Regions from separate parts of the Bombyx mori genome. Here region 2 is linked to region 1. Evidence: chromatin contacts called from public Hi-C data. All regions are on one chromosome and are shown on one strand. The core of a region is the stretch at or near the end of the contact, and the rest is flanking DNA. Distances in the headings are between cores, read along the strand shown. Region 1 holds the start of LOC101735482 (26S proteasome complex subunit SEM1). Region 2 overlaps LOC101737509 (GTPase-activating protein CdGAPr).

Region 1 (6,511 bases), core at 3,810-6,309:
TCAGCCAATGACTAGATTACAGTCACGAGATGTCGAATATTTATTATTTCTGTCCAACTTCTTTTTTGCTTTTAAATTTGAATTTTTTTTATTGAATCATATTCAATTAACTAACACAGGTGCCAGAAGGAAGCGGCCTGGGCCATTACAAACCTGTGTCTTGGAGGCACCCCTGAACAACTGGACGCCATGCTGTCCTGTGATATTCTGTCGCCGTACTGCGCCCTGCTCCAGGCCAGGGATCACCGAGCCATCATCGTAGTGCTGGATGGACTCACTCATCTATTGCAGGTATGGTGAATATTTAAGAAAATTCAAAACCAAAAGTTACATAATTAATCCAACTCCTGCAATAGTTATACACTACAACTAACGATACCCTACACCTGGAGGTAGTATTCACCATTCTTTCTTACTGAGTTGCTCAGTATTGTAACACCAAAAGTCTATTGCTGTTCACTATTTTCCGACCTTTTTTCAATAAGAACATGACCGTGGCTTAAAATTTAAATTCTAATTGAATCAGAGTGTACATTTGCTTCGTAACTGAATTTGGCTATTGGTAATTATCTGGATAACGAAAGCTTCTTAATGTGTTGGTCGAGGCTATTTTCTATTATTCTTATTAGCGAGTATACTCATGAACTGTATGAACAATAAAAATGTGTAATAAAAATTAAACCCGCAAATTGTAATTTGCGTAATTACTGATGGTAGGACCTCTTGTGAGTCCGCGCGGGTAGATACCACCACCCTGCCTATTTCTGCCGTGAAGCAGTAATGCGTTTTGGTTTGAAGGGTGGGGCAACCGTTATAACTATACTGAGACCTTAGAACTTATATCTCAAGGTGGGTGGCGCATTTACGTTGTAGATGTCTATGGGCTCCAGTAACCACTTAACACCAATCAGGTGGGCTGTGAGCTTGTCCACCCATCTAAGCAATAAAAAATAAATAAAACGTAAAACATTAAACTACAAGTAAATGTGATTGTGATGGGACCGAGTGAAGATTGACATACAGGCACGATCCTCAGCATTGAGGGAACGCCCAGAAAGAAATGTGATTATTCATTTGAGTAACTGCACTCTGTCCGTCACAACTGCACACTGCGTCTTGTTCATAGGCTGCGGCGAAATACGATCAAGTTAGAGGAATGTGCATAAAGTTGGAAGAGATTGGCGCTCTGGACCAAATTGAGAACCTACAACAACATGAAAATGAACAGGTGTGTATTACTTCCTGTGTATAGATAACGGATCATGCTTTTAGAAACGTTTTTTGGCCCACTGAGTAAAATGCAGATGAAGTAGTACAAAGTTTTCTCGTTGTTAATACTATTGTTACTAAGAAATACATACTCAACATAATGGTTACGAAACACTTCACAAAGAAGAAATGACGGTTATTGTGGGTGTTTGTGTTAAAAAATGGTCCACTATTCTGCTTACCTCTGTCGCTAAGCAGTCATATGTTAAGTCATTATGCATAAGTATTGAGAACTGGACTTAGTATCTCCGGACACATTCCGGTATATGGACTTCTATAAACACTTAAAACTGTGTCACCCGTGAGCACTTTTACCCCTGACAAGCAATAAAAATATTCAAATATTCTTAACCAATTATATAGGATTATAAATAGGATTTTCTTAATCTATCATGATTCGAAACACGATTCGCAACTATAGAATTAATTACCATAATAAATTCAGAATAATATTTTTAAGACAGCAGTTGAGTATATTCCAGTTGATGAGAATTATGAACCAACAGATTTACAAGAAGAGCATCCACATCCTGGACTCCTACTTTATGGAGGAGGAGGACGCCAGCACGCAGCCCGCTCACGACCACGAGCAGTATCAGTTCAGGACAAATGATGCAGCCATACACTTCTAGATAACTGCAAGTTTTGTTTCAGAAGGGTGCAGTAAGCAAGGTGACAAAAAAATCTAATTTATTGAATGAAGGGTTTGTCACTAACTTACACAATACTCAGTGCCTAAATCTGAGCACAATCGAAAACTACTTTTCTTTAAATATTGCTAACAATAACCAATTTAAGATGAATGTAAATTATTCATACAGTCCCAAGTCAAAGCAATTAGACAATAACTTCTATTTCAACTAATCAATTAAATGTTATATATCCAAACACATTATTTCTTGTATTTTTTTATTTTTACATTAATTCCTAAATTATGTGAACCATTTTAGTGTATAAGCTTGCTTGCACCAGTCACAGTCTTGTCTAATTTTCGTAGAACAATTGTATGTTCCCGTTTGAAGACTGTTATACCAAAGCTAACATAAATACATTGTAATGTTCATTTTCTCTATTTTAATGTCAAGATCTTGTGGCTTTGATATACATGTTTATATCTACAGTAGTCAAAAATACATTGTTCATAAATTTCACTAAACAGCAATATTGTATATTAGATAGATTGGAAGCCACAATGGGAGTAATGAGTCCATTTGGTTCCCAATATTTCAAAAGCACAACATGAGTAATCGTAGTTGAGTAATAGAATTTGTTTAGAAATCATAGTATTATTGTGATGAAAAGTTGTTAAGAATCTTTTTTATATTTTTGTCTTTTAAGCTATTTTTATAATAAAGTACCTGAAAAATTAAATAGCACTTATTATTACAGTTTTGGTCGGTGAGTCATGCAACATTGATGGCACTCCTCTGATAGCAGAGAGGCACATTAAGCTGATAATTAATTCAAGCTGCTATCATGATTTTATTGAGTTTATACGAGAAGAGTTGAGTAGCAAATTTTTCAGTCAGTGGACCTGTCTGATTTGTATGTTGTGTCGGTTGCAACCATGCTGCTACAGTGAGGGTAGATCTTTCATTCATAAACTGCATGCACGCACACACATGCAAGTCTTCCCTCGAACACAGTAGCAAGTGATAGGGCCAGAGCCATCAATTTTAATATTTATTTTATTTACCTTGAGGTGAGGAGGGAGTGTCTTAAAGAGAATTGGATTAACTGTGTGAATGAAGAGTATGAGTTCAAGAGATAACATATGATAAGCTTTGACTAAAAAAATAAGTGTGGGAAAGTGACTGTTGTACTATAGAACTGGGACTCATCTCAAAGTGGACAATGGAGTCGAATACAGAGCACTCCATCTATGAACTTTTATTCATTGTGGTTTATTCAGAGAGAGGCAGTATTGAACAATTCATTACAAAATATGTTAGATGCTGTTCAAGATAAACTGTGATCTTCTATCAATAAAACATGTATCCAGGTAACTAATGTTTCAAAGGATGTTCTAAAAATAAAACTGTTTGTAAAAAATCACATTTATTATTATTTAATTACAACTAAGCTAAAATTAAGATTTCTGATCCTTCAGTTTTTCCAGTTGTTGCCTGAAATGAAATAAAATTGTTTCAGATATAATTTACATTTGGTAACTGCTCTCCAGCAGTCCATACTCATCATATGTAATGACTAATAATGTTAGAAACATAAGTACCAACAACTAATTATCTTAAAAGATTATACAGTACATGAGAGTCATTGCAAACCAGCGCAGATCGTCCCATTCGTGCCTTCCTGCAGCAATGTACTAAAGGAGGCTGATTTCTATGGAAAGCATGTATCTAACTCAAACTAGACTTCAGTATTATATTTCAGAGTGGCCAATTGAGTTCCTATTATGGTCTCTATGTGCTTTAATTACTGATACTAAGTGCATACTCTTATATAACCAGAAATATCAATATTTATAAAAAATATTCAATCTATCTTTTTACACAAGATTTATAAATTTGAAACAAGTTTCAATGCTAATTGTATGTACTAGATGACATTTCAACTAAAGATTGATTGCTGTAACATCAACATAAAGGTATTTAATAATATTTAGAGCAAACAAGAGGCATGTTCCTGCTGTAAAATAAAATAAAAACTAGGTGCGTTCGAGGCACGAGACAAATTAAAAATATAAATTTATAAAATTTTGTTTTAAGGTTTGGGTTTTAAATAGTTCTAGAACTTAAAATATAGCTTACTGTACTATAATATTAAATGAAGTCACATCAGTAGTGTTCGCTTAGAATTTACTGGTGATAGGAGCTCTTGTGAGTATGTACGGGTAGGCATCACCACCCTTCTGCCGTAAAGCATTTCAGTTTGAAGGGTAGGGCAGCCGTTGTAACAATACTGAGACATTACACGGGCGGCATTAACGTTGTAGATGTCTATGGGCTCCAGTAACCACTTAACGCCAGGTGGGCTGTAAGCTTGACCACCCATGTAAGCAATAAAAAAACATGGACATTTATTCAGATAGCATAAATATATAATGGAGAACAGAAGCTTGGTCCTTATTATTCTAAATTTAATCAGAAACAATACTGTCTACGATTTGCTACCAAAAGGTTCTTGGCTACTTTGGTCATATTTCTCAGCGGCCACCAAACAACCTTGAAAAATTGTCTGTAGTGGGCAAGGTAGAAGGGAAAAGACAGCCGGCCGGCCGCCGAACTGTTGGTCGGATCAGGTAACCGCGCTGATCGAACTCTCTGTTGCGACCGCCCTGAGAGAAGCCGAAAACCGAACGAAATGGAAGCTGATGGTACAAAGAGCCACGAAGGCCTTTCAGGGACATGACCTTCAGCAATGGGGTATGCGATTAAGAAGAAGAATCAAATACGACAGCAATTGGGCCCATATGAAGGTAACAGAAATCTTTAAGATCTAACCTCAACTGCTGATTAAAATCATCTTGGATGACGTCGTCTTCCCAGTTGTCTTCCCAAACCGATACATCTTCATCATCAGCGTCTTCTGTACCCCAATCTACAAGAAAATTTGAATTAAAATAGAATGAATGAAAACATTTTTTGTTAATTTCTTAATATTCTTCATCTGGAGGTTTACGTACTTTCCGCGGGAAATTCTTCGAACTCGTCATCCTCTTCTAGCAAACCAAGGTCTACTTTCTGTTTGTCAGCCATTACACTGTGATGATTATTGAAATAAGGAAATATCACTTAATGTAGCAGAATAAATAAGATGCAAGTCACAACACAACTGTCACGTAAAATGTAAATTCACAACAATAAACAGTGTTGCCAGATGACCGTGCGAATTTCCCCCCAACTTTTTTCGAAAACCCCCCGAAAATAGGCTTTTTGAAGAAAAAAACCCCCAAAACAGTTTTTACTTATTTTAAAGAAGAAATAAAAAACCAAAAGGATTCTTTTATTTTTTAATCAAGCTATCCCTATAACTTCAACCATCTCTAAGCAATTATCACGATCATATTCACTTTCGTTATTATTATTTAAAGCATACTCGTTTTCGAAGTTAAAGATATTTAACAAGTCCGATGTGGGAACAAAATTTATACATCTATTTGGCAGTGAAGATCGAATCCTGAGAACCGCTTCGGCAGTTTCTATTGCTATTTGGTTGCATTATTTGTCCTTTATAATATTGACTTGTAAATAGTATAGTAGACTATAATTATTCTAATAGTAATTGCAAATTGATACTCAAAAAACCTCCGAAACTTCTCCCAACTAACTTTTTCCCCCCGAATGTCCCCCCAAAGAATCTTTCTCCCCCAGAGTCGAAAAACCCCCCAAATTTGCAGGGAATCCCCCCCATCTGGCAACTGTGACAATAAATTTTGATGTCAGAACAACGTGGTGCTGCCTGTATTGTGGTTGTTTTTTCCGAATTTAGAAATATTTAAGCAACTAGGTATTTGTTTTCACATAATATATTTCATCTCTTTTCCACCATGGTACCCCATGTCACCGTAGTAGAGTTAATTCATAGTACTTTTTTATATCTTTATGTAATATCTTTTTTGCCATACACCATCTGGCTTTGGAAATAACTTTTCTGTACGATGCTTCCTGAGCGCAATGTCTTATTCTTCTTAAAACGAGTGTTGATAACACTACTACAAAGACAATAAAAAGGGACATATTCCGTTTGCACTTAAATTTGATTCGAACAATCTCCACCTTTAAAAAAACGAGTTCATCTTAATAGTTTTCTTTACCTAATGCAGAAAAATTATCAAATCAAAAAGGATCTGAAATCCCTTCATTGTTGAACCCTTTTTTAAAAAAAAAAAATCCTAATCGTACTCAAGGTTGGAACCTTGAGTGTTAGTCGTGGAGCCGGTTAAATTAATATAATTGAAGTGTGAATGAGTAACCTAATTTTGCCGCAAGAAAAACAATTACAAAATCTGTGTACTTAAAAGTATTGCAAGAAGTATTTCTACTTGCGTGTCCTAACTAACATCATCGACGATTCATTTGGTATCCGAATCGTGAAAGTATAACTTTTGTGTTCAAAGTTGAGCTTTCTATCTTTTTATTTTATTGTACTAGTATTAATGATTAATACTTTAGCTGCCTTCTTGTTCACAAACACGAACATAACTTACCTACTCTGTTTATCATTGTAGGCAATGAAACAACTTAATAACCTTACACTCGTTTATTTTTAAAATATTGTC
Region 2 (5,926 bases), core at 2,788-5,287, 56 kb after region 1:
CCATGGACCTCTGCAATGCCAGGGGCAGAGCCAAGCCGCTGCCTACCGCCATAGGTCATGTGGGCCATAGCCGTAAATTTTAAAGGGGGATGGTTTCTACATGGAGTTGGTTGGTACCTGGAGACCAAAGATGCCAACATGAAGTCCTAGAGCGCGAACTATACTCGTGGTTCAGTGGGATCATGTATACATCTGATGCGATAGGTAGTTCCACTCTTAACTAACCTATATGGTTTAGCATTACCTGTTTTGCGTTCGTTGCGTGTAGAGTGACTGCGATTTTTAATGATTTGTAGATCAGGTACTCGGTTTTATATTGGTAATATAACGGAGGTCTAATTAAAATGAATAAATAAAACTAAGCGCAGGAAGTCGAAACCTGTTAGGTGCCACACCTCGGAATCTAAGACAGGAAATGTCAAAAAAATTCCCTAGAAATGTCTTAATATATGTAATTATAATTTTAATGTTTGTGGCCCAGAATCGAGCATGCCCCCCAATCTTCGAATCACCGGTCTGACGGGTACTCCGACATCCACCGAATATTTGCTGATCATAGAACACGTATAGATATGTTAGACATACACACTACAAGTGTCCAGTGCGAACAGCATCGAGATTGGATCAAGTGGATCCATCAACAAACTCGAGCATGCCCTACCATCAGAAATAAATAATTGCGTTTTTTTTATCTATCTTCATATAGATAGCTAAAAAGATTTTCAATTCTGGCCACACCCATAACGCCACCAGTGTGCTTAGTGCGAGTTTTTTAACGTTCTCCATAGCGTAAAAGTTAACTCAAATTTGTATGCAGTAGCAATGTTTGCCGACGTTTGCCGCTAGGGGCGCAGTTTGAGTTAACTTTTACGCTATCGAGAACGTTAAAAAAGTCGCACTAAACAAACACAGTATGTGTAAAATAGTTTATCGTACGATACGTTAATAGTTTATTCATTCGACAATGAGTAGTAGTTCTCTGAATGAATAAATTAATAGATTAACATAACTAGTTGTGTACTAGGACCACTAATCATTGAAGCGAGATCTTTATATTGTTTCGTAACTAACATGCATATTATTCAAACGAGTTTCTAGTTGTAGAAGTATATTATTCTATTATTTATTTATATTTTACACGTATCGGTCGATGAGCAATTTTGGAATACAAAATGTTGTATTAAATAAATGCTGTACCTAGAATTGACGTAGTTATATTTGAATTTGATCAAATTGAAATTAATCTAATGATTATTTCGTCGTGGCCTAAAGAATAAGACGGCCGGTGTACTGATATCGAGCGATGCAACTGTGCCGGTGTTCCAATCCCGCCGGCGGGTACCAATTTTTGTAATGAAATACGTACTTAACAAATGTTCACGATTGACTTCCACGGTGAAGGAATAATATTATAATTTGCGTAATTACTGGTAGGTATCACCTCCGCCCTGCCTATTTCCGGCGCCAAGCAGTAATCCTTTTCGGTTTGAAGGGCGGGGCGGCATTAACGTTGTTGATTTCTATGGATTTCAGTAACCATATAATACGAGGTGCGCCGTGAGCTCTTCCACACGTTTAGCAATAAAAACAAAAACATACGTGGGATTTTGACTCGTTCGCGGAATGGACTTTAAAAAAAAGGAAAAAATGAGTGTGAAATAGAACCAACCGTTCTGTGCACGACAGTCGACACGTGCCCAATATCGAACTCATAACCTGTCGTACTTAAGACATAACAAGCTATAGTAAGTATTGTCAAAAAAAGTGTGACCATTAAAAAAAACTGTACTCCCACAATTGGTTAACTCCGGTTACTAGCAACCGGATATGATGTCACTAGCTCCTTCCATTGCATGTGGTCGAGTTAATTCTCTTTTTGTAAGTTCATAATTAATCCCTATGCGTAGTTTTATTTGCTGAGTATCAATAAGAAACGTTCCATGGTGTTCCAACAGCAACCACAAAGTTTCAATTGTGTTGGATAAAAGACGGGGAAATAAATACATGCAACTTAAATAATCAAGATGGAAGTATTTCAACTTATTTATTCTTCAATTAATTCTACTAGTTTACTGTTTTAACCCTACAACAGAAAATATAGACAGTAGAACTTCATACCCATATATTCTGTTTTATAATTTTGTAATATTTTCGTCATCGAAATTCGTAGATCAGAGAAATTATTGGTGGTAGGACCTTTTGTGAGCCTGCGTGGGTAGGTACCACCACCCTGCCTATTTCTGCCGTGAAGCAGTAATGCGTTTCGGTTTGAAGGGTGGGGCAGCCGTTGTAACTATACTTGAGACCTTAGAACTCTTATCTCAGGGTGGGTGACGACATTTGCGTAGTAGATGTCTATGGGCTCCGGTATTCACTTATCATCCGGTATGAATTGTCCTTACAAAATATCTATCAAACAAATAAAATTAAAATTTTCTTATGAAAAATGAAACCATTCCATCAGTATTTCCTTATGACGTTGTTACGTTCAACTATCGTCAGTAAACCGACTTTTTTTTTATGGCTTAGATGGTTGGACGAGCTCACAGCCCATCTGGTGTTACGTGGTTACTGGAGCCCATAGACATCCACAACGTAAATGCGCCACCCACCTTGAGATATAAGTTCTAAGGTCTCAAGTATAGTTACAACGGCTGCCCCACCCTTCAAACCGAAACGCATTACTGCTTCACGGCCGAAATAGGCAGGGTGGGGGTACCCACCCGCGCGGACTCACAAGAGGTCCTACCACCAGTAATTACGCAAATTATAATTTTGCGGGTTTGATTTTACAGACCATACAGACAACCGATATTTTTTTATACTATAATCTCTTGCTGGGTTGATGTTCATTTCATAACAAATTCCTTTACTGTGAAGGGTGTTCGTAAATATCTGCTAAGTAGGACCTACCTGCCTGTTGGATGTGAACCCTGGCATAGCATCATCGCTTAATACGGGAACACACCGGGATCTTTAACCTTAATGCCGCGAAAACTTCCAAAGATCTACTACGTGTTATATTACGTGTTACATATACTTCTGATCCATTTTTATATTAGGATTAATGTTTGTCCTCTCGGTTTTTATTGAGCACCGGTTGTGACTCAGTCAGTTTGTGTTAAGGAATGCGGTGTGTGCTATAAATGTCCCATGATTAATAAATCTAAACGGAAAAAAAAAACTATTTGTTACTCTTTATTTATAAATCAAATGATTATTTCAATTTTTTTTGTTTTTTTTTATTGCAACGCCAAAGGGAATTGTTTCTAAGCATCTTTACTCAGGATTTAATCAAAATGTTGTGGTTTTTTTTTCGTTCTCCTCAAAAGCCGTTGTTGAAGTATTGATTGAATTAAAATAATGAGTACCCTGTCGTTTAAACAGGATGACAGCTCAATCGGTAGCAACATCAAACTCTGCCAGTAATACCCCGACCCGATTTAAAGTCGTCGTGGCCTAAGGGATAAGAGGTCCGGTGCATTCGTATCTAGCGATGCACCGGTGTTCGAATCCCAGGCGGGTACCAATTTTTCTAATGAAATACGTGCTCAACAAATGTTCACGATTGACTTCCACGGTGAAGGAATAACGTCGTGTAATAAAAACCAAACCCGTAAAATGATAATTTGCGTAATTACTGGTGGCAAGACCTCTTGTGAGTCCGCGCAGGTAGGTACCACTATTCTGCCTATTTCTGCCGTGAGCTGATGTGACTATGCTGAGACCTTAGGACTTATATCTCAAGGTGGGTGGCGAATTTACGTCGTAGATGTCTATGGGCTCCAGTAACCACTTAACACCAGGTGGGCCGTGAGCTCGTCCACCGAACTAATAAATAAAAAAAAGTTCGCCACTTCAGAGATTGCGACGGACGGTTACTTTGTCATAATAAAAAACTCATATCATGCTTCTAGTCATCTAGTAGTAAAAAAATTCAGCGTAAAAAGCACAGTCAAATGAAACAGTACAATAGCAGTAATATAAAGCGGGTTCTAGGTAAAAGTCACGGTTGGAGGTCGCGTGGCGTCACTAAACCGGTATCGCTACGTACGTAGGTACGCGAATGTCGCCGACGTAGTGTGGGGGTTCGGTTGGGATCCTACAACACACATCGTTCCCGACTCGCTTATATTTGTAGCGGAAAATTTGTATCTTCCTGTTTCAAGGGTATTACTTTATTTAGGTTTGTGACTCTTTTCATGCAGCTCATTGAGTGCTCCTTGACTGTAGCTGACAGCTCTGCTGTGATATATCTCTATAGTTGTTCCGATATCTTCACTTGGACTCATGTTTTCCTCTGGGCTGTAAGTTAGGATAACCCCTATTCGACAACATTATGCTTATGTTCCTACATGTACAGGGTGTTAAGTTACTGATATCGAAACTCACAATAGAGTAATAGACTTTTTGAATTTAAACGATAAGCCGCGTTTAGCTCTTATTTAAACTAATTTGAATTGCATATAAAACTCGGAATATAAAGTATAAGCGCGAAAGGCATCCATCAACTGTTTTCGCTTCGGATTTACGAAACATGAACTTCCTCAGATGGCCAATAGTTATGCTTTATGATTATTATATTATACCTTAATGCCTCTGTAAACGGGTAACTTATGTAACAGAAGATATCGTAGGATCAAGACTGCGTGCAAAAGCATGCTCTCAATTCAAATGCACGTAACTTAAAGTTTACACGAGATCCTGTGGTCCTGTTAACCAAAGTATTGTAATTGTCCACAGTAATAATTGTTTAAGACATTGATTGCTAGTAGTGAAAACACCGTAAGTCGACAAAACTCAAATTAACTTCTAATGCATCAGATTTGAATTTAATGTCAAAGTGTTCCTTACAGTAAATAACAGCAGTAATTGCTGAAGTACATAGTAATTATATCTTTAAAAGAACTTATTGAAATAAACTACTTTGCAATATTAAATGGCTTGTTGAGGAAGCTGGTAGAATTTGATTTAAATAATTTTAGCAACGGCTTAATAATTTAAATAAATAAAAAAATACAAAAGTGGGTAGGAACGATCGACACAGAATATTAAATCTAAGACAAGTGAACGCTGCGCGTGCTGCTAGCAAAAGTGATCCGAGGTGGCGTGATGTCCCCGCTGGTCGGTCGGTTGCCCCTCCAGATGACGAGTTGCCCCTCCAGATGACGTCACGAGTCCACGTGAGTGCTCGTCGTCAATGGCTCCGCCCATAGACTTTGACTTAAGAGGGAGTCGCCTCTAATAATAATATATTTTAGGATATTGACGCGGTTATGAACCGAGTCGACATTTTCATATTTACCTGCATCTACTTAATTAATTATAATGAACTTCCTTCTAATTTTATTTCTGTAGATAGACGAGCTAAGTATATACATACACACATATGCCTATAGACATCACCAATCTCTATTACATTGGTAAAACATTGACTTACTCTGCGTATTGACTGTCAGTTATTCAGTTCCTACTGCCATAATCTAGATTATGTAAGTCACGTTTGTAGCTCTTCTAACATATGCCTGCCCGTAATAAGTTAATACACGAAAATGTATATTTCTCTAGCTGACTACACCATAAGCAACTTTCACCGTCGCTTGAAACCCCCTGTAACGAGTTAATAGAAACTACAGACTTCCACCATAGCAATATGATGTTACGTCACTCGTGAAAATTAGAATCGACGCTGTTCGACCAGACGAGCCAGGGAAACGGAAATTGCGTCGGTTTCGCTATAGTCTATGTTCAGATTACGTTGAGATTGATTAGTAATTAGTTTATGAGGGTTTTCCGATTAAATTGCAGATTTGGCTTGTTGACTGTTGGTATATTTGCTGGTGATTTATGAGCTATTATTTCGTAAATTAGGTTTTTTAGTTTTTGTTTGAATATAAATCATTTTTACTAATTTAATTTAAATAAA

What was found. A called contact is a pair of places that touch in the nucleus more often than the background predicts.
Region 2: a Hi-C map of middle silk gland shows a contact between it and region 1, with 1.9 times the contacts expected there. The contact joins the enhancer-like site here to the promoter of LOC101735482 in region 1. A contact is called at or near these places in 2 of 7 Hi-C or Micro-C datasets (middle silk gland and whole pupa).

Annotation. Positions count from the first base shown.
Region 1 is chr23:15,970,039-15,976,549 of ASM3026992v2, forward strand. It overlaps LOC101735482 (26S proteasome complex subunit SEM1), which reads right to left and starts at 5,060. Exons shown (of 2, transcript XM_062675310.1): 1 at 4,916-5,060; 2 at 3,311-4,830. The coding sequence starts at 4,988. The coding sequence ends at 4,664. LOC101747136 (importin subunit alpha-5) reads left to right here. Exons shown (of 12, transcript XM_062675305.1): 9 at 120-291; 10 at 1,127-1,228; 11 at 1,776-1,941; 12 at 2,659-5,085. The coding sequence ends at 1,901. It overlaps LOC101735343 (ankyrin-3), which reads right to left. Exons shown (of 10, transcript XM_004930674.5): 10 at 6,478-6,511.
Region 2 is chr23:16,026,569-16,032,494 of ASM3026992v2, forward strand. All of the region lies in intron 3 of LOC101737509 (GTPase-activating protein CdGAPr), which reads left to right. Among protein-coding and RNA genes, the nearest start is that of LOC101737509, 25 kb to the left of the region's middle. Within about 2 kb of position 4,038, at least 8 of the 8 cell types and tissues checked have open chromatin away from gene starts, as enhancers often do.